Linked DNA regions of Bombyx mori: region 1 is linked to region 2. The links are chromatin contacts, called in public Hi-C maps. All regions are on one chromosome and are shown on one strand. Each heading gives the region's core, a stretch centred on a gene start, on an enhancer-like site or on the middle of the called end of the contact. The rest is flanking DNA. Distances are from core to core; before and after follow the strand shown.

Evidence for each region. Hi-C and Micro-C count contacts between places; a contact is called where the count stands out from the background.
Region 1: a contact with region 2 is called in a Hi-C map of posterior silk gland, with 1.9 times the contacts expected there. The contact joins two enhancer-like sites. A contact is called at or near these places in 3 of 7 Hi-C or Micro-C datasets (posterior silk gland and whole pupa).

The regions. Positions count from the first base shown.
Region 1 is chr26:3,625,385-3,628,084 of ASM3026992v2, reverse strand. LOC101740254 (glycerol-3-phosphate acyltransferase 1, mitochondrial) reads right to left here. Exons shown (of 16, transcript XM_004932995.5): 7 at 1,861-1,953; 8 at 1,379-1,473; 9 at 8-243. Among protein-coding and RNA genes, the nearest start is that of LOC101738018, 19 kb to the left of the region's middle. Within about 2 kb of position 1,379, at least 5 of the 8 cell types and tissues checked have open chromatin away from gene starts, as enhancers often do.
Region 2 is chr26:3,487,158-3,489,857 of ASM3026992v2, reverse strand. It overlaps COPA (coatomer protein complex subunit alpha), which reads left to right. Exons shown (of 21, transcript NM_001172721.1): 20 at 180-395; 21 at 1,006-1,702. The coding sequence ends at 1,469. Among protein-coding and RNA genes, the nearest start is that of COPA, 24 kb to the left of the region's middle. Within about 2 kb of position 1,382, at least 5 of the 8 cell types and tissues checked have open chromatin away from gene starts, as enhancers often do.

The DNA.
Region 1 (2,700 bases), core at 130-2,629, 140 kb before region 2:
GCCTTACCTTCAAAGAGATGGGTTGATTGAAATCGACCCTTATAGAGCCGTGATTAGTGTTCATTGTCCTCCAGATCCCTCTGAGGGCCGACCAGAACGTCTCCATCTGCTTGGGCATGCCGAGTTGTTCCCTCACGAAGTTACCGTCGACCAACTTGTCGTAGTTCAACGTGACCGGGACTAGGAGGGCGTCGTCTATGGTGCCATCCAAATACGCATCCATTATCACGGACAGGATTCCAGCTGAAAAGATTATGGCATTTTATTAGCTTAACAGTTAACAAACTACGTTATTATCAGACAGACTTGACACGCACGAATTAATAATGAAGAAACAATTTTTGTTAGATAACAATGGATGTAGGGTGCCTTAATTAATATTTTTTATTTATCGGATTATATGAAGTCTTGACTTTAAAATACTTAGAGACAGAATTTCAAAAGTGAGACTATCTACAAAGGCGTTCCTGATAAATCTAAGCCAGGTATATGTGATATATATATTTTAATAGAAGAAGAAAGATATATTTTATAACTCAAATCTACTAACTAAGCAAATTATTTTTTGATTATCTTATCAGTGCAAGAAAATGTATCGGTTAATATTCGATATAGAGATGAGATTCAGTCAAATCAAAGCTAGTACCCAAAAATTTATTGCACTTGCCAAAAAATTCTAGGGTTTAAAAACATACCATTTCCACACTCTATTTCCTCGTGAGCATAAACAAAATTACTCAAATTAGTGTGCAAAACAAACTTTAAACTATTTCAAGATATTTTTTTATCACTGTCATAGGAATTATTACAAGTTTAATAAACGCAACCATTGACCGTGTCATAACAAAGGCGTGATACTTTGCGGCAGAATTAGGCATGATGGCGGTACCACCAGTGCACGTCAGTTGGCAGTAAGCTCGTACGATACTCAGAGAAGGCTGTCCATTCTCAGACGAGCCCTTAGTTGGATACCTCGATAGATATTGAAAGAGATGCACATAACCCACATTTTATTTCCCTACCTATGCTGATAGCCTTGTGGGGCTATTTTAGCTTCTCCTTGGCGTGTAGGTGAGCTCACGGGGCTCAAACCGGGAGTGTTGCTAACACTGGCCCTAGCAAGAGTAGTGCTTCGCAGAATCTACCACCGGATCGGAAACGCGAAGAAGATCCGGCAAGAAACTCAGTGGGCTGTGTCTGTGGGTTAAATTACTCGTCGAGCCCTTGGGTTCAGCTAGGACGGTGACTGGGCTACCCACAGTTAAAGGGCACCAGATTTAAAGTTGTAGTGGTCGCCCCTCCCCCCGCGGGGGGCGAGTTGCGCCCCCCGCCCAGTACAGCGCGCGTCCGTACGTTGGTACCGTAGCGCAGTGTGTACCTTTGGGAGGCTGCGGCTTCCCGGTCCTAGTCCGGCCGCCTTCAATGAAGAACTCCAGATTGTTGTTGGCCGCCAAACTGTTTATGATGTAAGATCTGAAATTGATTTAATTCACGATATGTATCTAGTGTTGTACTAATGTACATACATATGTAGATTCGTTTAAATCTTACATGTTTTATTATAACTTGACTTATAGGTAAGGTAGGTACGAAGCTCAGAGATAATGATAATTTACTATCACTATTTGTAACGTAAATAAATTATACGCTCAGGCCTTATACAATTAAGACTTAGACCACGTGTTTCAAATGTTGGGGCATTCGCGTTATCATATCTTTTTGAGGCATAAGGTATATTTGTCATGCGGATGTCCCATTCATCAAAATGAAATGCATGACTGTTGCAAAAGATCAAATGATTTGTATGGACCCGTATGGACCTCACTACGCCCTGGGGCTAGGAATTAACGAGTCGGTTACCTTAAAGCTGCTTTATAGACGGGGTCGCCGTTGTGCTCGGAACCGTCAACTCTTCGTCTGATGTAAAAAGCGCCGCAGCCGCGCAGTATCCACCTGGAGCACGGAATGGGGTTCATTTAGATTATTGTTTACATGACTGTCACTAAGGTGAAGGTGTATTGGAGGAAAAATGTTAATTCAGTGGTCCGTGGGAATGAAATGTTTTTTCCGGGATAAAAGGTAGTAGTAGTAAAGGTAAGTACGTTTGTGTGAGTGACTTAAGCTTATCTCTTTAAAATAATAATGTCAATCCGTTGTTTTGTGTTCACCGTGAAAGTCCGTTTCCCGTGGAAATGAGGTGTTTTTTTTTCGAGATTATAAGGCAGTACACCTGACTAATTTAAAATCATAAATTTAAGAAAATAATTGCTTAGTTACGTTGTGAAAGTTAGACAAATAAACACACTTTCCCATTTATAACATTAGTATGGATATACAGCGTGTTGTTTTGTATGTAAGGATTTTTTTTTTGTATTTTCGGAAAGTTTTTACTGTGGTAAACTAATATGTAGCAATCTAATGTATATTTCATTATATTTCAAGTAACGTAAGAACAATAGATTAATACTATATTTTTTCGATTGCGTTTAAAACGTAATCTTTTCAGGAAGTTAGTTGCCTAATGAGCAATTATTAAATTTGTCAAACTTGTTTATGTTTTTTTTTTATTGCTTAGATGGATGGACGAGCTCACAGCCCACCTGGTGTTAGGTGGTTACTGGAGCCCATAGACATCTACAACGTAAATGCGCCACCCACCTTGAGATATAAGTTCTAAGGTCTCAGTATAGCTACAACGAC
Region 2 (2,700 bases), core at 133-2,632:
AGTGTAGCCTTGGCGAAATCTATGATTTAAAGTAGTAAAGTCTATGACAATAGAACCATAACAATGTTCAAACTTATAATTTAAATTGATAATTATAGTCGAATTTCGACTACTGAGCAACCACAAGTACAGTTTTAATGTGAGAAGACGGTATATTCAGACGACACTTTCGTTTCCAGCGTTGAAGCTAAGCGACTTGGTGAGTCAGCTGCAGCAGAGCTACCAGTTGACCACGGCGGGCCGGTTCCCCGAGGCCATAGAGCGGCTGCAGGGCGTGGCGCAGCGCGTGCCGCTGCTGCTGGTGGACTCCAAGGCCGAGCTGTCCGAGGCCCAACAGTTATTGGCCGTCTGCAGGGACTACCTCGTGGGACTCGCCATGGAGACCGCCAGGAAAGGTAACGCTTGCACATCTCTTCCCGAGCTCATCGAAAGACGACTATCATATGACTATGGTGTCAGTGTACTGCGATCGTTAAAGCCTTTTTACTAGTGGTAGGGCGTGTTATGAATTCCGGTTCGGAGAGTGACAACCCTAATGAGATACAACTGTGACTGCGACCTCATGTCCGTAGTTTAATCAATGTCTGCAATACGATGATAAGTAAAAAAAAAACTTACTGAATTAGTGAAATGGATTCGTTTAGAACGGGCTCCCAAACATATTTTGTCTACTGCCCACTTTGAGAAAAATCATTTTTAGCGCCCCCATTTTTTCACCGATGAAATTACAAATCGCCACCCAAGCCTCTACACAACGCCCCAATTTTTTTTCTGGGTCTCTTACCGCCCCCCTTTAGGCCTGCAGCGCCCAGAAGGGGGCGTCATCGCCCACTTTGGGAAAGGCTGGTCTAGAATATAGAAAGACCGTGCAATTAACTCGAAGCTTGGTTATATTGTTGTTGTTGGCTTTCCACATACTATTGTACGACAAAGCACGGGTGTACAATAAACGGTTTGACAATAAGTAGGTACCTAAGTTTAATGTCCCGCACTTGTCACACGCAGCGATGCCGAAGAACACCGTCGACGAACAGAAACGTACCTGCGAGATGGCCGCCTACTTCACGCACTGCAAGCTCCAGCCCGTGCACCAGATCCTCACGCTGCGGACGGCCCTCAACATGTTCTTCAAGCTGAAGAACTACCGCACGGCCGCTTCGTTCGCGAGGCGCCTCCTAGAGCTCGGACCCCGGCCTGAGGTCGCCCAGCAAGCGCGGAAGATCCTCCAGGCCTGCGAGAAGACCCCGACTGATGAGCACCAGCTGCTCTACGACGAGCATAATCCATTCAGCGTCTGCGGCATCAGCTACAAGCCCATCTACCGCGGCAAGCCGGAGGAAAAGTGCTCGCTGTGCGCGGCTAGCTTCATGCCTGAACACAAGGGGAAGCTGTGCCCGGTGTGCGGGGTCGCCGAGATCGGCAAGGACGCGCTCGGCCTCCGTATCTGTCCCTTACAGTTCAACAGATAGACTTGCACGTTAAAATCGCGTATCGAATTATGTAAGATTAATAATAATAATAAAGTATGTATTGTATGTTTCCTACTTATTTTATTTCTGTTCAATCATTCGTTCGTTCATTCGGTCATTCATTGACGTCACAGGAGTTGATGCGTCCAACAATTTCTGAAGTGCAAACAATAATTTGTATATATTAATTATGTAGACATTATAATGTAAGACTTTTAATAAATATCAAAGTGAATAATTTAGTTTTCATGTTAAATACGCAAACTGTAGTGTTCTACAATAAATACATGAAGAAAACATAATTGTTATTCATTAAAGAGTTACGCTAAAATAAACCTTGAGATTAATAGCATAAAGTGGGGTTTATTCTTAATGACAATAATCGCTTTTGCATTGATTCTTTTATTTTTAATTATTTCTGATTGCTATAGACGTCAGACCCTGGTGAGTGAAGAGAGGTCATCAATCACGAGCGCCTGCGATGCCAAGCGGCTGCTTTCATGGAGTCACGACTTCTTGAGGCCATCTTTGTAGATGATTCGTTTAAAGAAATCTGATTTTATCGTAAATTAAATTGGATCATAGAAATTGCTTCAAGTCGTAGACAAAATGAAAACACTTTTATGGCTTAGTCACGTTTTTTATTGTTGTTATGTTATTTCGGACGTTTCGAATACTTACCAGCTTTACAGAGAGAGAGAGGGGAAGAGAGAGAGAGAGAGAGGGAGAGAGAGAGAGAGAGAGAGGGGAAGAGAGAGAGAGGGGAAGAGAGAGAGAGGGGGAGAGAGAGAGAGAGAGAGGGGAAGAGAGAGAGACAGGGGGAGAGAGATAGATAGATTAAAAAACAGTTAACAACCAGATAAGTACTACAGATAGTTATACAGTTACTGGTATCCATAAACCTGGAAATCGTAATATGGGGCCGGATGGCGGTGCGAGATTTGTTCCCAGTTATTGTTATTCCATTATGAACATTACAAAATATAATTGTTGAGGCTTGTTGAGGGTTCAATTTATGAAAACCTTAATTAAAAATTTCAAGGTGCTCACTCACGGGGTCACCGCTTTAGCGGTTATATTGGTAGTGGTGAGAGTGAATAATGGTTAGGGGCGTTATCGGAAGTGAGAAAATTATAATAACTACTGGTCCCGCAGTAGTCGAAATTCGACTATAATTAATTGAAATTATAAGTTTGAAATTTATTATGGTTGTCAGAGACTATTTATTATA